Linked DNA regions of Mus musculus: all the other regions are linked to region 4. The links are chromatin contacts, called in public Hi-C, Micro-C and promoter capture Hi-C maps. All regions are on one chromosome and are shown on one strand. Each heading gives the region's core, a stretch centred on a gene start, on an enhancer-like site or on the middle of the called end of the contact. The rest is flanking DNA. Distances are from core to core; before and after follow the strand shown. Region 1 holds the start of Gtpbp10 (GTP-binding protein 10 (putative)). Region 2 holds the start of Cldn12 (claudin 12). Region 3 holds the start of Pttg1ip2 (PTTG1IP family member 2). Region 4 holds the start of Fzd1 (frizzled class receptor 1). Region 5 overlaps Akap9 (A kinase (PRKA) anchor protein (yotiao) 9). Region 6 overlaps Akap9 (A kinase (PRKA) anchor protein (yotiao) 9). Region 7 holds the start of Cdk14 (cyclin-dependent kinase 14).

Region 1 (3,936 bases), core at 369-2,868, 800 kb after region 4:
GAACTCAAGACCTTGAACTCAAGAGCAGTTAGTGCTCTTAACCACTGAGCCCCCAAATATTTTAAAATCATCATCAGCAGCAACAGCAAAAAGCTGTCCCCTCAGTTAATTATCAAAGCTTATCTGCTCACCAAGACTGAACAAACAGATGGCTTTTCCCCAAAATTTTTGCATTCCAAGAAGCCTAACTCCTTTCCAGGACCTCTGTCCTCTTAGAATCTTGACTGTGAACTCCAAATGGTCTTTCAGGGTCTCATCATTCCTTCTTAATGCATCCGCCACCATGAGCCAAGAGCATCTCTTTCCCCCTTAAGTGAACCCGATGTCTATGTCTCTCTTTACTCAGAAACAGTCGTGACTTTGGGTTTTTACTGCTTCTGAAATAATAAAGTTTACAGTGCTGGATTCAAAGCCCTCACCGGATCTCACCGGGACAGCTGTCATTTGTTGGAGCCTTCCTGTTCTTTTCTGAGCTGCCCACTCTCCCTGCCACTCTATTCATGCTTTCTCCTCTGTTTAGATTATCATTTGTTCTTTCTATCATAAACCCATTTTCTGGTGTCAGTTTCAATGTATCCTCAAATACAACTAAACTATGGCTTATGGTTGTATGATCTGAGGCCTCCTTGGCCCATCACTCTCACTGACTGGCTTTTCAGGCTTCCTCGGACACTGGATTATATCCTCTGGTACTTTCCATTTAGTTTCCCTCACTAGGTAGGTAACTTCTTATAAAGCCAGTGTGTCATAATCCCAGGCTTTCAAATTACAGAGCAATCGTTTAAATTAATATTCACGTTTTTGGTAATCTGCAGTACTTTTGGGTATCAAAAAAATCTGTGGGTTTAAAAAAAAACAAAAACAAACTGAAGGTTGACCACCCTGAGATATTCCTGGTAAGGGCTTTTAAAGCTGTGTTCAGTATGTGACTTTTTCTTTATTTTCTAGATTTGTCATATTTATTAAGGACTCTCATTTATAATGGCTGTTCCTAACAACAGCTTATGTACATGACCTCTAGCTTTCACACACCGTTGCCAGTTAAGCTCACTGAGATTCTTTTTTAATTGAGCGGTTGGTTGCAGATTGTTATAAAAGTGGATTTTAAGACAGGCACTACATAAAAATTGACGTAAAATCTCTATATGAGGCACAGCAAACACACATTCTGACTTCCAGAAAAGTCTTCAGAAAGATATCAAAAGCAGTGTAAAGGAGGAGAAATGTATAAAAGCAGGTTATGGACTCTCTTTTAAACAATGAGAACCAAACCAAACAAACAAACAAGCCGGCACGTGCACCGCAATGCCGGGTCTAAACCGCAGGCAGGTCCCCAATTATCCTCTCACGTGCTTTGGGAACAATACAGGAATTCCCTAAAGCTGGACCCCAAACGGCCATCAGCGTGTCACTGAGACACAATCTTCTCCCAGGAGACGGGAACCGAGGAACGACAACCCAGGAGGAGAGCGGCGAAGACACCAAAGCTGGGGAGACCCCCGTCACGAACCTTTCTCAACAAAGCGCAACCGCAGCGCACCATGAGCTCCAAGGGGCAGGACTCCCGCCCGCAGAATCCGGACAAACTTCGGTCGGGCGCGCGTACTGACGTCACTACTGGTCGCAGAGGTGACGTCTCAGCGGATCCGCGCCTGCGTGCTGCATCGCGCTCGAGGAAGGTGGGCGTGTGCTTTGGACGCCTCTGGGTGCAGGAAGGAGAGTGCAGAGCCCAGATTCGTCTAAGTTGTGTGCAAGGGGAAGCAGGGCTCCGGGCAGGAGTCTCTGGAGTTGACGCTTTGAACGCTATGCGCTGGAGACTGGCCTGCCTCACAAACATTTTTATGGTAGCTGAAGAACCTGAGGTGCCAGGATTTTCTCACGATGAAAGACCCCTCCAACAGACACACTTGTACAAAACACCGAGAGCTCTAAAAGACTGCTGGATGATGGCTTGAGCAATTTTTCTAGCCAAGGCTTAAACTTCAGGAACCAGTCACTTAAAACTTGTAGCACAGAAGTATTGAAAGAAGTGTGACGATCTAGATTTTTACAAAGGATGATGTGTGCAGTGGAGGCAAACAGAAACCCCAACCTGGACTCAGCCGAGAGTTTTCACCTTTCATTTGAAGGCTGTCCTTGTGAGAACACGAGAGATTACATTCCAGCTTGGAGAGGAAGCTTCAGAAAAAGATCACTGAATGGCAGGCCCATTTCGCCAATCTTTCTGCCAAGTCTTTAAGTGAAAAAGGCACACGAGCGTACTAGAGGGGTCTCCCTTCACTGCTCATTTATTATTTTCTATCATTAGAATTATTAGGTTTAGAATCCTTGGCGAAATGTGACTCAGTCATGGTCACTGGCCAGGGCAGTGCAGCTGAGAGTAACCTTAAGGAATTGTTATGTTCCGTTTTTCAGTATGAGGTTGATTTAAAGTTAGTTACAGATAGCCCGAGGTCCTGCGCCTCTAAGGCCGCTTTCCTAGCTGGAACCTGGCAAAGGCTAGTCTTGAAACTCTGAAAATTGCAGTTACGGGCATTCTGCTACATGCCTGAGTCCTAGACTAGAAAACAGGACTCCAATTCATTTAGATAAGGTTCTGCATCCTAAACAATAGGATGGGGAATTTGGGAAAGGAGCGAGTCCTATTTGGAAGTACACAGTGTGGAAACTACTGCTCAGTCTAGATTAGTTTACTGTTCCTGGACTTTGAAGCTGTCATTTTCATTTAGATGTTTGGTTGGTTGGTTCTAGCCTCTGTAGATTAACATTAAATATTGACCCAAATGTCAGATGTTAGCCTCAATAAATATACTTACTATTTTAAAAACCAGAATATTAAGTTGCTGTTATCATACTTTTCCTGTTAAATCTAGAAAATGTGCTGCCATTTAAATTATGCCAAAATGTTTAGCCTAATGCACACACCTTCTAATGTTTATTTATGATTATTGAATATAGGCCCACTCTCTTTCCCATAACATACACAGAATATAATAACAATAAATAAAATATAAATAAGAAATTGATATCTAAAATGCTAAGGATCATTGATGATGTAAGCAAAAGAAAAATACATATACCTCAAACAAAACATTATCACAGCAAGATATTTTATTATAATTCTGATAATAAGATAGTAGAATAAACCTTTTAAATCTCTAAACTCGCTCTCCTAAAAATATGCTGTTAAAATTGACTTGAGATGAGGCTGGAGAGATGACTCATTGGTTAAGAGCATTTCCTACTCGTCTAGAAGACCAGAAGCCACGACCTAGCATCTAGGTTAATTGTCTCACAGGCTCATGTAACAGCTCCAGGGCATCTGATGCCCCCTTTTGGCTGCTGAAAGCACCTGCACTCATATGCACATATCATCACACAGATATGACTGTGTGTGTGTGTTTGTGAGCATATGCACACACACCCCCAGACCTGAACATACACACATATAATTTAAATATTTAAAAACTGGAATTAGGTGACCCAGAGGATCATCCAGATCTTATGCAGGGGTCAGTATTGCATGAACATTCTGGCATTTCTGTTAAGAGAAGAACATACTTTCCCAGGAATGTGGCTTATCTAAAGACGAAAGTAGGCAAACCACTCATCTCAGCAGCACTGGAGAATTCTTCATGTCACTCATCAAATTCACACATGACTCACTACATAACTCATGATTTGATTTTAAAATATTTCAGAACAATTGCTTTAATTGTTTAATTGTGTTAAGAATTTTAAGCATTTCCTTTTGAATTTTTTCTTTGATTTTTTTTTGTTTTTGTTTTTGGAAAATTCATACATGTATAAAGCTCATTTTGATTATTGTAACCCGTCATTTTCTCTTATCTACTTCCTACCCCAGTTACCCCTCTTCCCCACAAATCTCTTTTCCAGTCATGTCTCTTCCTCCTCCTCCTCCTCCTTTAAGAACCA
Region 2 (3,672 bases), core at 391-2,890, 760 kb after region 4:
GGGGGCAGTAATTGTCTAGACTTAATAATAAAATGCTACAGCCAAACAGGCAAGCAATAAGTTTTTCAAAAAGGCAGTTTAAGGTTAGGGGTGTAGCTCAGCTACAATGCTTGCCCATCATGTAGAAGGCCCAAAGTTCAAACGCCAGCACCACGACAAAGCAAAAACAAAAACACAACAACAACAAAAAAAATAGCACAGGCAATTTATTCTTATATTCACTATTAGATATGAGCCTCAAAGGAAAATAACTCTTATTTTGTGATTTGAAAGTTCGGGATAATTAAGGCTAAAATTAAAAATCACAAATCACTTTACTGGGTTAGAAATCTAAGAAAAAAATTAATAGATTTATTTTTCAAGATCTAGTTCCTGCCTACCGTGTCATAAGGAGCACGGTGAAAGAAAGCACCATGCAGTTGCCTTGGAATGAAAAGAAATGCACTGTTTTCTAAAATGTTTAAAAGACGGTATTTACCATAAAACCAGACAAAACTAATCTGCTCTGTACAACCTAAAATTTGCAACTAGTATGTCCTTTTTAGTTTATGTTGTGTGGTATCTATCGTCCTTGGCTCAACCTGCCATTTGGTATGTTTTCATATCTCTAAAGAGGAGTGACTTCCTGTTGGAATACTAGTTAACTCAAACAGGTAGGATGAGTGAAAAACTCATAAACGCCTGGCAGCTTCCTGGATCCAGGCGTTTATCGCTGGCCCTATTACAGTAATTATGCAGGATGTGGCCTGGGTGCTGATTTCCATCGAGGTTCCCCACCTCCCATCTACGATTCTTGAGTTGTTATCAATCAAGATTGTTGCTTCGAAGTCAGAAGGGCTCGTTTTACAATCAATGACCCCAATCGGACCCCTGGGCAACCTTTGCCATGAGGTCACCTGGCATAGCAGTTCTGCAGTGAAGACTAGCCCCTTCGCAGAGCAGGGCAGTGTCGAGGGACAGCAGCAGCCAGATCGGCACGTCCGGGTGGGAGCCGCGTCCTCAGGAGACCCCGAGCGGCCGAGCCTGGCAAAGGGGGGGCGGCTGCGCCCAGCCAATGGCGTGAGCCCTCCCCGGGCGCACGCTCGCCGCTCGCCCACCCCTGCCCGGTGCGTGGGGAGAGCGAGCAGGTCAGCGTTACACAACCAGCGCCGTCAGCCGCTGGGTCCAAAATAGCAGCCAGCTCGCAGCTCGCAGCTCGCACCCCCGCCCGCCCCCAGCCCTCGGCTGCCCCGGCAACGCGGCTCCACACTCCTCGGAGGGGACGAAAACGTTGTAAACGCGGTACCAAATACCTCCTCGGCCACTTTTCCACGTCCACCCATGTGGGCAACCTTTCAAATGCCGACTCGCCGCCGCTTCGCCGTTTCACGCAACACCTTCAACTACTTGCAAAAGACTCGGAAACGGGAGCGTCCCTGACCACACCTACCGGCTCCTCACGGCTCGGGCATCCCGCTCACCCACTCCGAGCCGCGGCTCCTTGGTCTCCCTCCGCTGCCGCGGAAGTGCGTTCTGGCGAAGCCGCCCCGGAGGCTTCAGGGAACCAGTCAGGCTCTCCCCTGGCTCCGCTCGGGAATACCTTGGCTGCCGGGAACTACAGTTCCTAGCATCCATCGGGCCGCTGGCCGCGGGCCAATTCCTGAGACCACCTCCTTCTTCCGGGTCCCGCCTCCCTCGTTTCCTCTTGCACCTTATTAGGGATAGGTTTACGGCTTGCTTTAGAATGCTCTCAATCACACGCATGAGGGACAAATTTGAGATTCGTTTGGTTACTCAATCAAAAGTTGTTCATTAAGTGCAAAAAAAAAAAAAAAAAGGTCTAACTCCATAGCCACACAAATTTACAAGGGGCACTTTGCTTGTTACTTCTGGGGTTAACTATAGGCAAAAGATACCCTACTGCAGCAAAATTCCATACATAAAACTAATTATTAAGTATTCTAATTTGACTCTTCTACACATCAGCTATCCTCTCTCGTCTTCTCTGATATGTGCATCCTGTGCAGATAAATATGTCAAAGGACTCATACACAGTATTTAAGTTAAAAAGAGCAAAAATGATGCCTGTGAATTCCAGTTGATTCCATCGCACTATATACATACACACAAATAGAGAAACAAAAACTGTCGATGTTGACAACTCTTTTCTTTAATTATCTTTTTTTTTTCTTATTCACTTTATATCCTGAACACTGCCCCTATCCCCATCAACCCCCTCTCCTGAGTCGGGGAGCCCTCTCGACCCCCCAACCCTGGCACTTCAATTCTCTGTGAGGCTAGGCACTTCCTCTCCCACTGAGGCCAGACAAGGCTGCCCAGCCAGGTACGTAGCCCAAGTACAGGCAACAGCTTTGAGGTAGCTCCTACACCAGTTGTTTGGGGCCCACATATGAGCTGGAAGGCCTAGGTCCAGCCTGTGTTTGTTCTTTGGTTGGTGGTTCAGACTCTGAGAGCCCCAAGGGTCCAGGTTAGTTAACTCCATTGGTCTTCCTGTGGAGTTCCTATCTCCTTCAGGGCACAGCAATCCTTCCTCCTATTCTCCAGTAAGAGTCCCCAAGCTCTGGAGACTGTTTGGCTGTGGGTGTCTGCGTCTGTCTGAGTCAGCTTCTGATTGGAGTCTCTCAGAGAGCAACCATGCTAGGCTCCTGTCTGCAAACATAACAGAGTATCATTAATAGTGTCAGGGATTGTTGCTTGCCTATGGGATGGTCTTTGCTCCATCACCTGTGCCTGCATTCCTTGTAGACAAGATAAATTTTGGGTTGAAAGTTTTATGTGTGGATCGGTGTCTCTATCACTCCACCAGGGTTCCTGTCTCGCTACAGGAAGTAAGCTCTTCAGATTCCAAATCTCCATTGCTGTCACAGCTAAGGTCACCCCCATAGAATTCTTGGGCGCCTCCCATATCCCAGGCCTCTGTGATGACAAGTTTTTTATTATTTAATTTTTTCATACAAATATTGATTATATTTCCCTCTCCCCCAACTCCTTTCAGATCTTTCTCACCTCCCTACCCACCCAACTTCATGTTATTTATCAAACATACAAAACTCAATAAAGCAAACAAAAAGTCCCAAACCAAATCTAATCAAGAAGACGTGGAGTCTTGATTGCAGTAGCCAACTGCTCCTGTGGTTGATGTCCTTTTGGATAAAACTGATCTCTTTCCTAGTAGGTATCAATTGCAAAGAACCTCTAGGCTAGGGAACAACTTTTGAATCTAAGCAAGTACACACTTTTTTTTGTATACTATTCATTTAAATGGTCTGTAGCTTCTCACTTGCAATTTCTCAAAAAAGGATACTCAATTCTCAGAGTTGACAGGACTGTAAACGATCCCACCCCATTCTTGTTTGACTCTGCCCTGCTGTTACCTTGGACAAGAAGACCCGCTGTGTTTTATGGTCTCCATCTGTAGAACAGTGTGTTTGTGCCAGAAAATCATGAAAATTAAATTAATCTAAATCTTATAAGAAGGAAAACATAGAAAAGCACAACAGTACCTCACATATAACAAGGACTTGGCTAATGATACTTTCCATTTTGTGTTGCTATAGTAACAACTGGACTTTTACTCAAAAAGGGAGAAAAGTCTATTATCTGTCCACTGCTATCCTCTTCTCATGATGGCCATATTGCTTCAGATGGTGAACGAGTCTATCTAAGGCAAGA
Region 3 (3,767 bases), core at 177-2,676, 720 kb after region 4:
CAACCTGTAATGGGATTCAATGCCCTCTTCTGATATGTCTGAAGACAGCACAGTGTACTCACATACAATAAATAAGTAAATCTTTAAAAAGGAAAAGAACAAAACAATGCCCAAGGGAGGGAAGCTATAAATCTCAGTAGTTGGCCAAAGAAGGACAATGGAGAAAAGAAGGAAAAAGGACATGCTATTTGATCCAGCATGGAGGTCAGATACATGGCTGACACACAGCCTCACAGTGGGAATAGGAGAGGCCTTAGAGAAGTCAGGAGCCCAAAGTGTTGGGGAAAGCACGCTTATAAAAAAGAGATGTAAAGAGTTCAGGAGAAGTGGTCAGACTTGAGATTCACGCGTGCAGCTTTGTGAGCTGCTGCACCTGGGCAGGTACTCTGGGAAAACAAATTACATCATTTCAGGAAGGGACTAAGTGTTTTGTCTCTCTCTCTAGCTTGGCTTCCTAGGGATAGCCCCTTGGCCTGATGGATAGCCCCCTCAAATGGAATGCTGGGTCTCTACCCAAGCCATAAATTCCAACCTCTTGACCAGAAGTAATTTTTATCTTAATCTGTCTTTCCTGGTAACCCTAAAATCACATAGGAACCAGAATAAGTATGAGAGGTCCCCCAAGCAACATGTCTGGCCTCTGGCAATGAGGGAGTTGTCAAGATGGAGAAAATGGTCACTTTTCTTTGAAGTTCTTTTTTTTATTTTTTTTATTTTTTTTTTTATTTATTTATTATATGTAAGTACACTGTAGCTGTCCTCAGACACTCCAGAAGAAGGCATCAGATTTCATTACGGATGGTTTGGGAGCCACCATGTGGTTGCTGGGATTTGAACTCGGGACCTTCGGGAGAGCAGTCAGTGCTCTTAACACTGAGCCATCTTGCCAGCCCTGAAGTTCTTTTTATATTAAAACGGGTAGCCAGTTTATACCTCCAGCTCTCATCAATACAGTTTAGGTAGTAAAAGGAAGAACAAGTCCAATATTAACAAGATTTCCCCCAAAACATAAAGCTCCCTTAAACATGTCTTACCACCACCACCAAAAGGCAAATTTTGAAACGGACAATTGAGCCAGTCAGGATACCCCAACCAAAAAGCCAGTGGGGTACAGCCATAGCACTGTGCCTGATTTCACAAGTCACTCACCCTTTTCAACGTATTTTGCTTCGATTTTCCGCTTCCAGTGATGGTGGGTTTTAGTCTTATGGTCAGATAAGTTGAAAATCAGCTGGATGAGAGCTACAGAGAGGAAAACGGGCAGGAGGATGTGGCTCCATGCCCTCAGCCAGCACATGGCTCCTCTCCCCCTTTGGGTACCGGACTAGACAGGATAATCCTGCTCAGGGAACCTGCCCAGCCCTGGGCGCTGGGCCCTCCTGTTCTGACCCTTTCATGCCAGCATAATTAGCAGAATCTTAGAATGTTCTGGCTAGAATAAGAACTTCAAGATCACACTCCGGGTGTGCACTAGTCTCAAGCCCTGAATACCACGTGCAGTTTGTCCGCTGGACTTGATCAAGGTCTCTTTCTCTGCCCTCAAAGCCTACTTGGTTTGTTTGTTTTGTTTTTCTGACATATTGTTGATTTTTGATGAAAGGACTAAGTTCTAATTTCCAATGTCCATAATATATAAAGTGGTTTGCCATTCAGGATAGCATGCCTCAGATATAAATGAATCTCTACGATCTTACCCTGCTCGGTGTGGTACACAGGAGGCTGTGAAACTCACTGTCTGAAAACTTCTAGTCCTGCCCTTGACTTGGCTGGGACAGTTGGTGTGTTCTAATGCAGTTGGTCAACATATGGTGTGTTTTAGGTAGTATACAGATGAACCTCTTATTTTCATAATCTTTTAGTAGTTAAAATATACAATGACAAGGATATAAACTTTCCCCTTTAAGGTAAATCTATGTTTTAAAAAAATGAACTTTCAGATATATAATAATTGTACACAATTAAAGGACAAGGCAGGCATTGGGGGAGGTTGATCCAGAACGACTGGGCCTGGAGCACTCCTGACTCCGTGTGAGCATGGAGAGTGAACGCTAAGTGATGGGAGACGATGGCAATGTGTCCTTCAGCAATGACCATTCTGTTTGTTTTTAAAAATGGATGATGGAATGGTTTCCCATATTCCTCACATATTTATGATCTATATTGTGACTTACTAATGAAGTATCTACTATTGACCCGTAAGAAAGGAGGAAAGACATGATCAAGAATTCGGTTTTTTCCTTGTCTATTAGGCAGACATGAAACAGAGCACTGTTTGCTGTAATATGAAATGTGTTCTCACAAGCAGGGGAGACACAAATGCAAAATGAGAAAATGAGCAGGGATATCAAGAGCCCATTTATAGAAAAGTAAAGTCCAAGTAGGAAATAAATCCCGAGGGGAAAAAATCATAGCTAGTACAAAAAAAAAAAAAGAGTAGTAATGAACTGTGATGCTGTGTTCATCGGGTGGGCAACCGTTTACAAAGGAAACTAACCCTGCTGCTGGACATGTGGGGCAAGCCACCTTTGGCACAACTGTGAATTGCTAGTGCCTTTGGAAAGCAACTGGAGTTAGCTGCTACATACATACACATACATACATACATACATACATACATACATACACACACACACACACACACACACACACCCTTCCGTCATCTCAGGAAGTGTGCTTCTTGCTGCTCATTGGCTCTTATGGTGCAGCTCCTGACATGGAAGCAGAACCTGAAATGTTAGAACTGGGAGACTCCAGGCGTTGAGTTCTTCCTCGCTCAGGCCTGGGCAAATGATTCTAAGTGTATCCAATTTAAGACACTCTTAGAGCTTTTACAGAAGGCTGGAGCAAGGATGCATGTCTCCTCTGGTTTCAGACTTGGAAGGATTTGATCTGCTAAAAGCCACCATGACATAGAATCGGGCCGTGAATGCCCAGATCAAAGCACACGTGCGTGGTGAGCTCAGCTGTTGTGACGCAGACTCCTGCGCTGTATTCATCCGCATGCTGTGCTTCCTGCAAATGGCTCAGTCAAGACTAAACACTGTAGGGATGCTAATAGGAGTGGGAGATTTTGGCTTACAGACTACCCATAAATCTCTCTGAAACTTTCTTGGAACTGTGAGGTGTTCTGAACCCCTGCCAACCAACACTTCTGTCTTCTCTGCTTCACAGGTGTTAGTGCTGTACGAGGGTTTAAAGGTTCTCCATGCCTTCTCTGGCCCTTCCCTTTTCATCTTTTCCAACAGTGCCCTAATGGATAACCTGCATGTATTTTGGCAGATGACTCTTCGAGGACCCAAACTAACACAAACACTGCTGGAAGAGTTCTGGGACGTGGTGCTGTGTTCGCCAACACTACTTAGCCTCACTCTGAGTGATGGTTAACTGGTAACTGTAGTCTGGGAGGGTGCTTTAAAGGAGAAAGCACAGATTGGTTGACTTGAACACAGAATGGTTATAGTTCTAGAGGTTATACATCTAAGATCAAAACGGAGGCAAGGTTGGCCTCTGCTGGGGCTTCTCTAAGTTTCTCGAGTGGCGCCTTCCTGGAGCTTTTCTCACATCTCCTGGTAGCTTCTCTCGGGGCATGCAAGCCCCTGGCAGCTTTTCTTCCCATAAGGACGGAAGTATTCATAGCTTTGGATCCACTTTTATGATCACATTTAGCCATAATTTGATCCTCGAAGTCCCTGTTTCTAAACTGTAATACGGGGGATAGGACTTCAGCACATGAATATGGAGGGAACCCATTCACTCCCTCATAGTTT
Region 4 (3,678 bases), core at 850-3,349:
CGCCAGCACAAAGCCACGCAGTGCGTCCACGTTGTTGAGCCCCACAAAACACACTCCGCTCAGTACGTCGCCATCCACCTGGCCCAACGCCAAGATGGTTATAGTTTTGATGGCTGGCACAGCCCAGGCGGCTAAATGGAAATACTGTGAGTTGGCCTCGATGGCTTCGTGGCCCCACTTCATGCCGGCTGCCAGGAACCAGGTGAGGGACAGGATCACCCACCAGATGGAGCTGGCCATGCTGAAGAAGTAGAGCATCATAAAGAGTATAGTGCAGCCTTCTTTCTTAGTGCCCTGCGCCACCGTGCGCGCCCCGTCCTCTGCAAACTTGTCGTTGCACACCACCCGGTCCTCCAACAGAAAGCCAGCGATGTAGGCCACCGCCACCGCTGTGTAACAGCCGGACAGGAAAATGATGGGCCGTTCCGGGTAGCTGAAGCGCCGCATGTCCACTAGGTACGTGAGCACCGTGAAGAGCGTGGAGGCGCAGCACAGCACGGACCAGATGCCTATCCAGGTGCGCGAGAAGCGCAGCTCCTCTGGCCCGAAGTACATGAGCCCGTAAACCTTGGTGGGTTCGCAGGGTGCGCCGCAGTCCTTCTCCCCCAGAAAGTGGTAGTTGAGGTAGGAGGGCACCCTGAGGGCGCGCGGGCAGGAGAACTTTCCCCGCTCCACCGTCCCGGCACCCCCCGGGTAGCCGCCGCGGTAACCACCGCCGCCGTGCTGCGGATTACTGGTCCAGAACTCTGGTAGCAAGGAGGGAGTTGGGGTGCCTTTGTCGGACGTGTTCTGGCCCACGCACAGCTCTCCTGCGCCGTGCACCGGGAACTTCTCGCACTTGAGTGTGTCTGGCCACTGGAAGCCGAACTTGTTCATGAGCGCCTCGCAGCCCTGGCGTGCGCGCTCGCACAGGGAGCGGCAGGGCGGTAGCGCCTGCTCCAGTACGGTGCACACAGGCGCGTACATGGAGCACAGGAAGAACTTGAGCTCGGCGGAGCACTGCACCTTCACCAGAGGGTAGAACTGGTGCACCTCCAGACCGGCGTCCTCCTGATTCGTGTGGCCCAGCAGGTTGGGCATGATGGTCTGGTTGTACGCGATGTCCGTGCACAGCGGGATGGAGATGGGCTGGCAGTAGCCGTGGTCCGGGATGGAGATGCCCCGTTCGCCGTTGTACTGCTGCCCGCTCTGCTGGGGCTGGGGCGGCGGCGGGGCTTGCTGGCCCGGCCCGGATACCTGGCCCGCCGCCTGCGCTCGGACCCCCAAAAGCAGAGGAGCCTCCAGCAACCAAAGCAGCAGCAGCAGCCCGCTAGCCCAACGCCGGGGATCAGCCCGGGGGCGGCGGTGGCTGGCCGTGTCCTCGTGCCCCACCTCCTCCCGCCGGCCCGGGAGTGCTTCGGCACAAAGTTCCAAGCTCAGCCGGCCGGCGGCCCGGGACTCGCTAGGCGCCGCCTCCTCAGCCATACTTTTTCGGCTCCCTCCTCGGCGCGGATTGACTGGGACGGGCAGCGGCGCGGCGGGTGGTGGCTCCCACTGTGATCCGGGAGAGCTGGTCGCCCGTGCCCTCCGTCGGGGTGCGGCCGCTCTCTGCCCGCTCCCCGGGATTCTGCTCCGCGTCCCGCAGCCGCCGCCGCCGCCGCGGAAACTTGCGGTTCATGAAGCGCGGGCGGCGAGGAGAGCAAGAGTGGTCCAGGCGCGCCGGGGTCGCGTCCCTCTTCCCTGGCCCGCGGCAGGCTGTGGCTCTTGTCAGGCGGCGCCGCGTTAGTGGTCGCAGCCGGGCAGAGGAGCGCCCAACTCTCGGCAGCCTAGCCGCCCTGGGTCCCCCCTGCGCCTCCGCCTCCTCCTTCTCCGCCGCCGCCTGACCATTTGTGTCAATCCCTCAACTCGCAGCCTCTGCTCTCCCTCGCGCGCCCTCCAACGGGTTTCTAGGCGCCCCCCAGTCTGTCTTTCACCGGGAGGGAGGAGCCTTGAAACCGACGCGGAGCTGGCGGCTCAGGGACCGTCGCCCAATCGCAGCACCCGCTTCACAGCGCAAAGGGAGCCCTTTCCCTCCGAGCCCGGACTGGAGCCCGCAGCAGACCGGAGGAGGTGGAGGAAGTAGTGGTGGCGGTGGCAGAGACTCCGCTCCGGCACAAAGAGTAGCTATGAAGCCGGACAGGCTAGGTCGCTTTTGCTTTTGCAGAAGAAAGGGCGAGGACAAGTAAGAGAATGGTCCCATATGCGGCAGGAGATAATGAATAGGAGTCGGCTGGCCGCGGGGATTTAGCTCTGTCTTGCTTTTTATCTGTCTTCATATTTTATAATCCTACCCTCGACTCTCTGGTCACAGACTGCTACTTTGAGTGCTGCGTTCTGATTGCGTGCCCCTGACTTGAGAGTCGGGTTTCCTTTGAATTTAAGTCTGTCGAGGTTTTGTTTAAACTATGACTCCAATAAACCGTGGAGCTCACAGACTGGCCTTGGTGGACTTTGGACGCGCCATTTCCCCCGATCGCTGTCAAATGAAAGCAAAACGCAAAGTTTGGTGGGATGTAAATTGTAAACCCAGATGCTCCTGTGAGTAGTATGCGTCGTGTAGTCAAACTTTCCCCCTTCTCTTTAATGGTATCAGAAACAGAAGTAAAGGAAAACAGAAGCTATTCATTAAATGCTGGAGGAAAACCGGCTTGAGAACCAACGCATTGGGTGCTCCAGCGTGAGACACGGGAGCCATACATCCAGACAGGAGGATCAATCTGGGACCATTTGAGGGCCGCTTCTAAACACTGGGGACCCTGCAGGGTCTGTTGGGAACTTCTGAGGCCTGGGTCATTTAAGTTCCTCCTCAGTGGAAGTAGTCAAAGCTGAAGCTATTAGTTTGAAGGACAAAACACATGACCAAAGTGAGTCTGAAAGACCAAGCACAGTCAGTCAGTCGACTCAAACCAGGATAATCAACCTCAGCAGACACACATGCTTGTTCTTGCAAGTTTATTTTCAAGAACTTGTGTGAGTCGGATTTATCAATAAAGTGCTATTATGTTTTATTAATTCTATCAAGAGTCCCCCCCCCCTTCGATTAGACTTATCTCACGAGACTGTTCCCGAATTATTTTCTATCTTCTTTTATACAGATTCACTTTTCATTAGATATTATCTCACGAGACTGTTCCCGAATTATTTTCTATCTTCTTTTATACAGATTCACTTTTCATTAGATATTTACCAAGCATCCATGATACAGTGAGCACTGTCTCAGGAGGTAGGGAGCACAGAGGAAGCCCTGGCACATATTTAAAGGAGGGCATAGTACAGTGGGCACAGGAACGTCACCAGTGATGGCAGTGCCCACCCATTCTCAAAAGGGACGCAAGGGAAGTAAATGACCTGCTAACACGGGAGATGAGGAATGGGAGGGGTCATCGGAGAAATAGATGCAAAATGCAAAAGAGAAAAGCACAAAACAGAAAACAAAACAAAAAGGCAACAAACAAACAAACCCCTCAAGTTTCTGAGGGGCAGGCAAGGAGAACATGCCCTGGTCATGACAGGAAAGAAAGGGCTCTTTAGCTGGTACAAAATATCATGAACCAAACTGTTCAAACAATAGATAGCTAGTGCAGGTGGCTTTCCCCCACAGAAGCGGGAAGTGGTTCCAGGGCGACTGAAAGAGGGAGCAGGACTCAGGCTCGCGTGGAG
Region 5 (3,596 bases), core at 341-2,840, 730 kb before region 4:
GCAATTACATTCTCTATACAATGAACATTTTCCTTAACATACATTTTAGAAACTGTAGAAATCGGTTATAACCAAAACATTTATAGGCCAGTGACTTCTTAAATGTCTTATTTATGGGGAAATAACCAATTTTTTCAGAAATAATGATTGTTTGATAGACTTGAATTAATAACACGAACAGAAGCATACTTTCTGTTTTATAGCCTTGAAGCAACTTTTTAGTGAGATGGGAAAACACTAGCTTACCTTCTATAGCATTATAAACTTATCTAAATACCCTTCTCAAAGCTCTGACGTGGAGCTTGGATCCTGTCAGGCAGGCTTTTGTGTGGGCGTGCTCGCTGACTACCTGTCTCTCGGCTCACCTATAGGCAGTGACATTTGTCTCAGCCTCTGCTCTGGCCTGTTCCTCAGGGACACTGCTGAGACCTTTGGCTCAGCATGGACGGTGTTTGAAGAGCTCAGTTCAGAGGCGCTTTGGCTTTCGAATAGAGAGGCTTAAAGAGCAAGGGAAAGTCCTTCAGCCGAGTTTCTCAAGAGTGCCGCCATGGAGATTTACAAGCTGACCGTGCCGGCCAGCAGCCTCGGAGGAGGAGATTCTTTATTACCTCAGATGCATTGGATACTGAGAGCAGGTCTACTGCTCGACTAGTTAGATCTTTATAATCTTGTCCTTTCATTTGACAAGGATTTAATTATTCTAATTGGGACTATTTTTGTTTGTTGCATTTATTTATTTATTTATTTGTTGCTTTTGTATTTTTTGATTAATGTCCTTTTTTGAAATTTGAGGTTTTGTTTTTTTTTTAAGCTGAACTTTTGTATCTTTTGTTGTTCAGTTTATATGAATTTATTTTATTTGTGAGTATTAAAAAGAAAACTTTGTGCCAGTATGGGATCTCTTAATAAATCAACAAGGACTCTGTGATGTAGTTAGTAGTAGATTGGATGGAGCAGACGGAGAACCTTGGCAGCTTTATCTAGAATGGATTCTTACAGGACCTACTTGGCCACTGGCCAGCTCAGTGGCTCTTGGTTGGAAGACCAGGAGGAAGACGTCTATGAAGTTGAATCTCGAGTGCCTCTGCCATATCCTTATCCTCTGTGTGAACATTTGGATGACAGTAACTCAGTAATTATCAACACTTCTGTTTTTCATTTTACTCACAGAAGAAACGGACATATAGTAAAGCTTATTTCTAAAATTTCACTGCCTACCCCTCCTTATTCAGTAAGTATTCAGCAGCCATTGAGAACTGTAGTGAACTGTAATGAGACGGGAATGTCGTTGTCCGTATGGAGGTGACTGGAGCCGGCCCTCGAGCTGATGCTGGCGGAGCGCTCCCACTCGTACACCAGGGCTGGGTGGAGGGGCTGAATTTCTCCTAAAACTCCAGCTTAGCTGCCTTTGACATCAGACAGTGGTGTGAGCGCAATACTCCATTTCTCCAGCACCAGTCAAACTATTTAAAAAGATCCTTCGTGTCTGTGAGATCCTGTATCCCTGTGTAATACTGATCCAAAATAAAAAGTGGAGTGACTGTGTTTGAGAGAGTAGCTGTTGTGTGTTTAGAACTGCCTTGTGAACTGGGAAGCCAGTTAGAACATGTTTGTAATCTGATGCCCTGTTGGCTCGAGCTCTAGACCAGGGGAAGGGAGCCTGTATTCTGAAAAAAATGTTTTTCCAACCGTGGGGACTTACTTTCTCTTTTAATGAGCCTAGTAATTTTATAGAGAAATAACCTTTCAGCCTTTAAGGTGAAATGTATTTTGTAAACACTGCTAAGGTTAAATGTTCAGCATAAAATGCCTGCATGTTTGATATTCCCGGTTCAAGGGAACTTTAAATGAGTTGTGAAATTCTCTGATGTTAGGATTATCATCATTGTTTCTATGACTTGAATAACTTCAACTATAAATCCTAGCTAATGTTTAACATGGCAGATGACGTTCAGAATAGTTTTGCTGCCTCACCAACAGTGTTTGAAGTGATAGACTCGTTGCTGATGCTTTACCCCTCTTCCGTGCTGTTGGCTGAGGAGCAAAAGCTCTTCATTTGATTTGTTTATATAGTGTATGCTGTTGCACATAGAAGGGACCAGTCATGCCCTGAGTGGCTGGGAGAAATTTAAGTATTAATTATTTAAGCAAGCTTAGGTTAAAGAGGATTTTCTATCCCTGTGAAATTTGGATCCCACTGTGCTATCATGTCTAATTTATTTGGTAGTTTTATTGTTTGATTGGTTCAACTTTTTTGTTTTGTTTTGTTTTTTTGCTGTTGTGTTTTTATTGTAAATCTTTAAATGCACTGGCTGACTAGCTAGCTTACATCTTATGAAATGAGAGATAAAAGCAAAGGTTTGGCAATTTTATTATTTTGTTTTAAATCCTTTGTTGAGTTTCTGTAATAAATTTGAAGTATGGAAAGAAATACAGCTATTTTGTTATGGCCCTAAATTAAGTTCCCATTTTTAGTAGGTAACAATTAGATGATTTAATGGAGAGATTTGCATGTGCATATGCAGAAGTGATCAATACTTTCAGAAATAGGGGTTGCGACTAAATTCAAAAAGGTTCTTGTATATAAATGGGTTCACACTTTATGGTCTTGTTTCTTTATCATCTAAGTAAATGTATATTTTACGTTTAAAAAGAATAAGTCCTGTTCCCAATAACAAGTAAAAGTGTTTAGATAAAGCTTTATTTTTTGTGGTGATATAGCTTCCATTTCATATGAATTCTCATTGAAATAATATTTTAAGTGGTATTTTAAATATCGTATAAATTAAGAATAATTGGATGTGTATATTTTGGACATTTATTTAGAGCAGCGGTTCTTAGCCTGTGGGTTGTGCCCCCTTTGGGGGTCAAACTGTCCTGTCACAGGGGTCTCCTAAGACCATCACAGAACACAGATATTTATATTGTGGTTCATAACAGTGGATTGCAGTTACGAAATAGTAACAAAAGTAATGTTATGGTTGGAGTCACTGCCACATGAGGAGATGTACTAAAGGGTCACAGCGTAGGAGCGTTGAGAGCCACTGATTTAGAGTGACTGTAAGCTCTAGTGACAATACAATCTGCATTGTACAGTAAATACTACTCATGTGAAGCACAAAAGTAACATTATGTTTTCATTATTATATCAATATATGAATTATTTATTTTTAATTTTTTATTAGATACTTTTTTTATTTACATTTCAAATATTATTCCCTTTCCTAGTTTCCCCCCCAGAAATCCCCTATCCCCTCCCGCTCCTACTGCTCCCCAACCTACCCACTCCTGCTTCCTGGCCCAGGCATTCCCTTATATTGAGACATAGATCTTTCACAGGACCAAGGGCCTCTCCTGCCATTGATGACCAACTAGGCCGTTCTCTGCTTACATATGCAGCTGGAGCCATGAGTCCCACCATGTGTTTCCTTTGGTTGGTGGTTTAGTCCCAGGGAGCTCTGGGGGTACTGGTTAGTTCATATTGTTGTTCCTCCTATTGGGCTGCAGACCCTGTCAGCTGCTTGGGTACTTTCTCTAGCTCCTTCACTGGGGACCCTGTGCTCTGTCCAATGGATGACTGTGAGCATCCACTTCTG
Region 6 (3,702 bases), core at 34-2,533, 680 kb before region 4:
TTTTGTGCTTTTGTATTGTGAATATTCGATGGGACCAATACATGCACAGCTTATGATTGTATACAAATCCTTAGCAGCAGCACATGAAGACAAACTGGAGTTTGTGTATATAAGCAATGTGTGTGTGTTCATGCACAGTAATCATTAAATTACATGTATATTTGTGGAATGCTAATTTAAGTGATTAAATTATAAACTTTGTGTATTTATCAGGTGGGTGAAAAGATTAAACTTTTTCAAATGACAGTGCTGCTGGACGAGTACCTTGCGGTGCCCTGCGCTTTTCTTACAAAGCTACTGAAGTTACATGTTTCTGCTTAATATATTTGCTACTGGTGATGAAGACAACATATCACTTGTAGAGACCTATTTTTGTATAATGGTCAAAGTTTTGAACTTTATGGGTATTTTGTCAAGTACTGAAATAAAAAGACCTCACCATTTTCACCTTACTGTAGTTGAACCTTCTTGATTTTTCACTAAGCCACAACTCGTGGTCCCTATCATCTTGTTACTTGTCTCAGCTCAGGATCCAAAGTGTGGTTTTGCTCTGCCTTCATTAAAGAACATTCTTAATGTGCCTGTTTTCAACACTAAGGTGGCACTGGTGTTTATGATTAGTCCATGTTTTATTACATTTCGTGTTCTTATGTCCAAAGAGACTTACAAATCTAGACGCAGAAATCAGCTCTCAATATTAAATTGTATCCATAAGAGTGTAGCAAAAATCAGGAAGCGTCCTGCTAAGCCAGCCAAATTCTAATTGGAAAAGTCTCAGAGAGAATACTGTTCTCCAGAGGGCTCCCTACTAGCACTGCACTGACTAAAATAGCTGTGGTATTGGTTTACATCTGGAAAAGAGTGTTTCACTATTAATGGTCTCTGCACTACATGAAGACAATCACAAAGCTGTGCATTGCTGGGAATTTCTAATTTTATTTCCCAAATTTCAACTAGGCTTTCTAAAAATATCAAAACTATTCTAAAGCAACTAGTTGAGCAGGAAAGTTGTGCATTAAACTCTTTAAAAAACTAATACAGTTGCCAAGTCAAGACAGTTCAGTCGGGAAAAGGCAGATGGACAGGTGCTTGCCAGCCAATCTACCCTACTGCTAGTCTACCCTACTAACACCCTATGGCCCTCAGCCTCTGCTGTGTTGTTCACAATAACTTAATAGCTCGTCTGTGGTCAGTATCTCAATCTGGAATTCTAGTGCTTGAGCCCTTTTAAATCTCAGCACTGAAAATATGTCAAAGTCTAAAACTAGACAGTAAACAGGACAGCCTTACTCAAGTCACAACTCTGCCAGGAATCTACCAATCTGATCAAAGTCTAGAACCCCTCTAGGAATAATAAAGACAAAACATCTACATTGGCAAAGAAAATCTGTTACTTAGAAACAATCATCAAACTTTAATCAAGGTTTTAACCTAACACGTCTATGACTTAAAAGTCTTAACAACCACACAGTAAAAGGAGGGACTTGATCAAAGTCTAGAACCCCTCTAGGAATAATAAACACAAAACATCTACACTGGCAAAGAAAATCTGTTACTTAGAAACAAACAGTCTTCAAACTTTAATCAAGGTTTTAACCTAACACGTCAAATGTAACATCTATGACCTAAAAGTCTAACAACCACTCAGTAAGAGACAAGCACACTTTTGAGAGGTGAGCAACTTTTGTAACTTGTTATGAAAATACCTGATTTCTCATGGGGCATTGATAACAAGAGTGACTTACCTAAATAACCAAAGATAATACTAAAAGGAACCTATTTCAGGCAAATAGGATGTAAGCTTCCATATGCCCAGATTTCATGAACTGTACTTACTGAAGCACAAGTTCAAATTCATGAATACAAACCAGTAAAACTTTCTCAGAGAATTTTAATGTGGAGCCTTTAACAGCAGAGATTTAGGCCTTCACTGGGAGTCTTCAAAAGCCTCTTAAAACTGTAACGGAGTTTCAGTTCCTCTTGCTACAAGGAAACACCATGACCAAAAAGCAAATCCCGAGGGTGAAGGTGGGTTATTTGGCTTACACTTCCATATCACTGTTTATCATCAAGTGAGGACAGGAACTCAAGCAGGTCAGGAACCTGGAGGCAGGAGCTGATGCAGAGGCCATAAATGAGTGCTGCTTACTGTTTTGCTCCTCATGTCACGGTCAGCCTTTCATAGGATCACTAGCGTAGGGATGGAACCACCACAGTGGGCTGGAGCCTCTCCCATTGATCACTTATTAAGAAAATGCCTTACAGCTGGATCTCATGGAGGCATTTCCTCAACTGAGGCTTCCTTTTCTCTCTGATGACCCTAGCTTGTGTCAAGTGCCTAAGACCAGCCAGTACACATACTTTTAGAGAAAAGAGGTTTTATTTTGGGGAGTGTGTTAGTCTTGCTCCGTAGCCTAGGTTGGCCTCAAATTCTCAATCCTGCCGCAGGTCCTGAATAACAGCATTACAGGTGTGCAGCACCACTCCAGCAACAGAGCTATTCTTACTCCTAACACAGATTAAGGGCATGTCACAGAGTTGGGTCCGTGGTTACAATCTGTTAGGTTGTCTCCTGAGCACAGAATACGGGCAATGATACCATCTCCCATTCCCCAGTCTCAAGGCCAGAACTCACTAATCTCAAAATCAGACACTTTTAAAAGCCTGGTAAATTTAAACTTCCCAACAACAACAAAAAACCTTAAGCCAAATTAAAATAAAAAAGTCTTACAAGGATTTGATTTTGGATTTTTCACAAAACTGTGACCATTTGGGACCAGTAACATACATAAGCACTCTTTAGATTTTATTACTTTTAGGAATTAAGGTTATCAAGGCAAGGTTCAAGATCGCTGCCATCTTCCAGGAGCGGTGCTCCAGTTAACATTTCAAAGGACACACCACACCATCTAAGTAGCGTTTACTTCCACCTCAAGCTTCGCAGTAAACTTAACCTTTATCCTTTCATATCTTTACGCACAGAAGTGGCCCAACTACACGACCCCATTACCTTTGTAGCATTTGACAAGGCTTTGAAACTTCAAACACCAGTTCCAAATCTCCCTGTGGCAATGTGTGGAGTTAATTACCTGGATGCTGCATTCTATATCTTCTTAATTCCAAGACACACCCCCCCAAATGATTTCTAACATAAACTTGGCTTCCCTGAAATCCTATCAAAACTACTATAAACTGTTTCAAATGCCATTCGGTCTGACAAAAATCACCGAGTTAATAAAACATTAAAATCATAAACTGGCTCTCAGAACCACACTCTTCAACCCAGTACAGCACGAGAGCTTCTCAGAGGCTTCATTCTTTGCCAGCTGCGGCTTGCGGTCCTCTCTCCACACTGGCTTCTTGTTCCTCTTCTCATTTTGATCGTCGTTTGTAACGGATTACTGGGTTTTCTGGGGTGTGGATCATTGTTGTATAATTCACAGTGGGAAAATATCCATTGATGAGGTCAAATTCATATAAACGAAGCATAGTCGACCAAATTGTCTTAATTTGAACATAGGCAAAATTTTCTCCAACACAACGATGACGCCCTGTTTTAAAATAAATTTTCATCAGAATAAGTTTTAAAATCTTCATTCCTTCTTTCAGCCTGGAACAGTACTCATCTTAAATGAAGGAAATCTGTAACAGTATAAAAGGTGACGCCTGCACATAAGGTGAGAATCTAAATTATTTAAAAGT
Region 7 (3,553 bases), core at 132-2,631, 620 kb after region 4:
TCAGGAAAAGCAAAGTGTCAAACAAAATTGATAATAATAATAATAATAATAATAATAATAATAAGCTTGACTAAATATTTATCCATGTTTTCATAGTTCATTGTCCATACATGCAAACTGTCTTCAGACTGCAGACACTCACTGGCACATCAGGGCTTTAAGGAATTAGCTTATGATTAATTAATTAACTTTCACTAACATAACAGGTGAGCCAAAGGCCAGAAGGTATGCTGGGACACTCCCATGTGTTGGCTTGGGGCTTATAGGATTCCCTTGCTTTGCACAGTTACCTGTATCAAAGAAAGTTAAGGACCAAAGTTTAGGTAGCAGCTATGCCTCCAGGTTTACAGGCACTTTCTGCCACCAACACTCAAGATTCAACAAACCCATTCCACCGGACACAGCTGTCATCTTGCTGCAGCCTATAGCATGTATTCATTAAGTATCCTAAACATTCCTTGAGCGTTTTGTTTTGTTTTGTTTTGTTAATGCTGTGTGTTTATGCTCTGTTAAGTTGGTTGATTTTTTTTTTAAAGAAGACAATAGCCTCTGGACTGCACTAATGGAGCAAGTTCAGGAGACATATTCATAAATGTCTCCACAACTTCACAGCTCACCCTTCACCACAGCAGCTGGAAGGTTTCAAGACCTACAAACCGAACACCCAAACCTCCAATTATAGGACCCGGAGTACGGAACAAAAGGTCCCAAGGTATCTGTCCCACTTCCTCTAGGTTGAGTACATTAAACAACATCAGGCACATGTCAACGTTTCAACAATTCCCAAAGCTAAATTATTGGCTAAGCACTTAAAACCAACTCGCTTTAAGTAACCTAGGTGGCCACAGAAACCCGATGGCGGTGGGGACCGGGTGTTCCCTCTCCGGTTCACTGCGGGCGCCAAAGATACTATTGGCGGGGAGGAGGAACTCAAATTGGAGGCTTAAGACAGTCCACGAACGAAGCCCAGGTCCTGGGGGCAGAGGGATGGCCCTCCAGCTGGTCCCTGCCCTAGCCTGGAGTCCTCTCCTTCATCCCTGGTTCGCAGCTCACCCCGAGGTGGCAGCCGCCTGGTTGGTGCCCGGAGCACGGAGTGGGCGCGGGGACTGAGGGAGCGAGCCCCGGGATCGCCCGCAGGACACTGGGGACAGTCGACTACACTCACCGATGCGGCTGAAACTCTCGGACAAAGTTCTCCTCAACTTCTTCATCTTGCCGATCTTCTCGGCCGGCTGCGGTTCAATGAGGTCGCACATCTGGGCGGCGTAGGGCCCCGGCAACTTCGCGAAACTGGTCCAGCGCAGCGCAGCGCAGCGCAGACAACGGCGGGCGAGGGCGCGCGGCGCGGGGAAGGCGGCGCCTCGTCCTGCTCCTCCGCCTCCGCCTCCTCGCGGGCCGCGGGCGACGCGCAGCGCTCGCCAGGCTGCGGGGCTCGGGCCTGGGCCGAGGCTGGGCGCGCGGGGGCGTCTTACGTGGTGCCGGGGGCTGCCGCCATCCCCGCCGCCCGGGGGCCCCCGCGCTGCGCGGCCGCCCGCCGCATTTTCCCTCCTTTGTAAGCAAGAGCCGCGCGGCCGCGGCCGGAGATGGGGGTCCGCGGACGAGGAGGCGCAGGCGGCTGCGGACCGGGCGAGCGGGACAAGTTCCCCAGCCCGAGGGGCGGCGCTGCACGGAGACCTGCGACTGCCCTCGCCGGAGGCCTGGCGCCCGGGACCCCCGCGCGACCCCGCGCCGCGCTCCGGCTCCGAATCCGACTCCGACTCCCAGGCCTCCGCCGCCCTCCCGGACCCGCCGCGCCCGGGCGGCGCCCCCTCCCGGCCGCCCGCGCTCCGCCCGCCGCGGCCGCGCTCCTTCCGCGCGCTCCGGGACCGCAGCCCGCAGGCGGGCCAGTCCACCCGGTGCGGTCCGTGTTGGCCCACGACCCGGAAATGTTGGGGAGTGTCCGACGAGGTGCTCGAAGACCTTGGGGACGCATTCGGGTTTAGGATAGACTTTATGGCGTGGGGTGGTTGGTTTTAATTTGCAGGGAAAGTGGGTGCTCCAAAGGGCAGGAGAGGCCCCATTTTATTGGGGTACAGTGCAAAAGCTGAAAATGCTCCCCACCCCGGAACTTCTAGAAGTCAGGGCACCTGCGTTTTGCCTCAGCCCTGTCTCTGGGTGACAGGAATGTCACTGTGGGTGACTCCTCAGCAGGATACTCTGGTCATCGGTAAACTTACAACCTATTGTCACCTCCTTTCCCCACTTCAGTGAATGAACTTGAAAAGGATCTTAAGAGTGGCTTTTTTAAAAAGCCCCGGGACAAACAGTTCCGGCAGAAAACAGTCTTTTTTTTTTTCTAATAAATGAGGTGCTCCAAACGTCAGTCTCCCAGGGGAGGGTGAAGGAAGATGGGGGTTGGCCTGGTGTACTGATTATGGGCCAGCAAAGTCCTTATGAAAGAAACGTTAGTGATCTTGAGTCATCTGGCTGGGTAAGTAATAGGAGCTTTTGTGGGTGTGACAATGCTGTTTAGTTTAAAGGAAGTTTTGGGGAGTTTGTGTTTTGTCGAAAGATGTTTATCTTAAAACAAAAACTAGCCCCCTGCCTTCCTTAAATTGTGAGGTAGAACACTGATTTGTTCTGCCCTGTGCTGAGCACATTACAGGGTTTTGGTAGATTGCCACTGATAAAAAGCTGCTAGCTAGTCAAGCCAAGCCCCTAACAGGAGAGAGCCAGGAATCCATAGCAAAGTCAAGAGAGTTTAAACGCAGGGATGTTGGGTCCTGACAGCCATATCTCAGTAATTACAGAAAGCACCAACTGTGGCTTCATGCAGGAAAAAAAGTTTTATTGACATTTACCACTTGGTCAGACTAATTAGAAAATTAGCAGTTACAACTGAACTCACAGAGAGAGAAACAGAGACAGAGTGAGACACAGAGACACAGAGAGATAGAGACAAAGAGAAAAAAGAGACGGAGAGAGATCCAAACACTGATGCCTTCTTCCAGTCAACAAAGTTGAAAAAATAGCTAATGATAAAACCTTAGAGCGCTATGTATCTGCAGCTGTACTGCTGTCTCCTTTAGAAATGTCTGATCTGAGTACAGAGAGACACAGGCCCAGTGTCGTGGCTCAGTAGTGAGTGTTTGCAGCCGGCATGCTTTGTGTACGTGTGCTGTGCGTGTACCTGCACGTGCATGGGTGTGATAGCCTTTGTGTACATGTGCTGTGCGTGTACCTGCACGTGCATGGGTGTGATAGCCTTTGTGTACATGTGCTGTGTATGTGTACCTACACGTGCATGGGTGTGATAGCCTTTGTGTACATGTGCTGTGCGTGTACCTGCACGTGCATGGGTGTGATAGCCTTTGTGTACATGTGCTGTGTATGTGTACCTACACGTGCATGGGTGTGATAGCCTTTGTGTACATGTGCTGTGCGTGTACCTGCACGTGCATGGGTGTGATAGCCTTTGTGTACATGTGCTGTGCATGTACCTGCACGTGCATGGGTGTGATAGCCTTTGTGTACATGTGCTGTGTGTGTACCTGCATGTGCATGGGTGTGATAG

The links. Promoter capture Hi-C pulls out the DNA fragments that hold promoters and counts their contacts. Hi-C and Micro-C count contacts between places; a contact is called where the count stands out from the background.
Region 1: a contact with region 4 is called in a promoter capture Hi-C map of stem cell-derived epiblast-like cells, with 2.2 times the contacts expected there. The contact joins the promoter of Gtpbp10 here to the promoter of Fzd1 in region 4. A contact is called at or near these places in 7 of 39 promoter capture datasets (the 3T3-L1 cell line, cranial neural crest, hippocampal neurons and 3 more) and 1 of 9 other capture datasets (pancreatic islet).
Region 2: a contact with region 4 is called in a Micro-C map of embryonic stem cells, with 4 times the contacts expected there. The contact joins the promoter of Cldn12 here to the promoter of Fzd1 in region 4. A contact is called at or near these places in 4 of 39 promoter capture datasets (hippocampal neurons, liver and stem cell-derived epiblast-like cells) and 2 of 484 Hi-C or Micro-C datasets (both in embryonic stem cells).
Region 3: a contact with region 4 is called in a promoter capture Hi-C map of stem cell-derived epiblast-like cells, with 5 times the contacts expected there. The contact joins the promoter of Pttg1ip2 here to the promoter of Fzd1 in region 4. A contact is called at or near these places in 2 of 39 promoter capture datasets (hippocampal neurons and stem cell-derived epiblast-like cells) and 1 of 115 datasets of contacts at active chromatin or transcription factors (the NIH/3T3 cell line).
Region 5: a Hi-C map of uterus shows a contact between it and region 4, with 5 times the contacts expected there. The contact joins the enhancer-like site here to the promoter of Fzd1 in region 4. A contact is called at or near these places in 4 of 39 promoter capture datasets (the 3T3-L1 cell line, the SN4741 cell line and second pharyngeal arch cranial neural crest), 1 of 484 Hi-C or Micro-C datasets (uterus) and 1 of 115 datasets of contacts at active chromatin or transcription factors (astrocytes).
Region 6: a contact with region 4 is called in a promoter capture Hi-C map of liver, with 2.4 times the contacts expected there. The contact joins the enhancer-like site here to the promoter of Fzd1 in region 4. A contact is called at or near these places in 5 of 39 promoter capture datasets (the 3T3-L1 cell line, the SN4741 cell line, cranial neural crest and 2 more) and 3 of 115 datasets of contacts at active chromatin or transcription factors (embryonic midbrain, forebrain and neural tube).
Region 7: a promoter capture Hi-C map of embryonic stem cells shows a contact between it and region 4, with 22 read pairs. The contact joins the promoter of Cdk14 here to the promoter of Fzd1 in region 4. A contact is called at or near these places in 3 of 39 promoter capture datasets (embryonic stem cells, hippocampal neurons and second pharyngeal arch cranial neural crest), 6 of 484 Hi-C or Micro-C datasets (all in embryonic stem cells) and 4 of 115 datasets of contacts at active chromatin or transcription factors (astrocytes, embryonic stem cells, neural tube and 1 more).

What each region holds. Positions count from the first base shown.
Region 1 is chr5:5,557,923-5,561,858 of GRCm38.p6, forward strand. Gtpbp10 (GTP-binding protein 10 (putative)) reads right to left here and starts at 1,619. Exons shown (of 10, transcript NM_153116.2): 1 at 1,511-1,619. The coding sequence starts at 1,543.
Region 2 is chr5:5,513,336-5,517,007 of GRCm38.p6, forward strand. Cldn12 (claudin 12) reads right to left here and starts at 1,641. Exons shown (of 4, transcript NM_022890.2): 1 at 1,430-1,641.
Region 3 is chr5:5,477,717-5,481,483 of GRCm38.p6, forward strand. It overlaps Pttg1ip2 (PTTG1IP family member 2), which reads right to left and starts at 1,427. Exons shown (of 7, transcript NM_001200025.1): 1 at 1,150-1,427. The coding sequence starts at 1,297. Gm30325 (a long non-coding RNA gene) reads left to right here and starts at 1,451. Exons shown (of 5, transcript XR_868230.3): 1 at 1,451-1,553; 2 at 3,280-3,767.
Region 4 is chr5:4,756,117-4,759,794 of GRCm38.p6, forward strand. It overlaps Fzd1 (frizzled class receptor 1), which reads right to left and starts at 2,100. Exons shown (of 1, transcript NM_021457.3): 1 at 1-2,100. The coding sequence starts at 1,464.
Region 5 is chr5:4,022,936-4,026,531 of GRCm38.p6, forward strand. The region is part of intron 21 of Akap9 (A kinase (PRKA) anchor protein (yotiao) 9); the gene reads left to right. Among named protein-coding and RNA genes, the nearest start is that of Gm40260, 52 kb to the right of the region's middle. Within about 2 kb of position 1,591, at least 112 of the 459 cell types and tissues checked have an H3K27ac peak or open chromatin away from gene starts, as enhancers often do. A contact at or near this core is called in second pharyngeal arch cranial neural crest and uterus, where this site is marked.
Region 6 is chr5:4,079,753-4,083,454 of GRCm38.p6, forward strand. It overlaps Akap9 (A kinase (PRKA) anchor protein (yotiao) 9), which reads left to right. Exons shown (of 48, transcript NM_194462.2): 48 at 1-452. Cyp51 (cytochrome P450, family 51) reads right to left here. Exons shown (of 10, transcript NM_020010.2): 10 at 922-3,551. The coding sequence ends at 3,373. Among named protein-coding and RNA genes, the nearest start is that of Gm40260, 4.4 kb to the left of the region's middle. Within about 2 kb of position 1,284, at least 13 of the 459 cell types and tissues checked have an H3K27ac peak or open chromatin away from gene starts, as enhancers often do. A contact at or near this core is called in liver, where this site is marked.
Region 7 is chr5:5,378,870-5,382,422 of GRCm38.p6, forward strand. It overlaps Cdk14 (cyclin-dependent kinase 14), which reads right to left and starts at 1,382. Exons shown (of 15, transcript NM_011074.3): 1 at 1,166-1,382. The coding sequence starts at 1,256.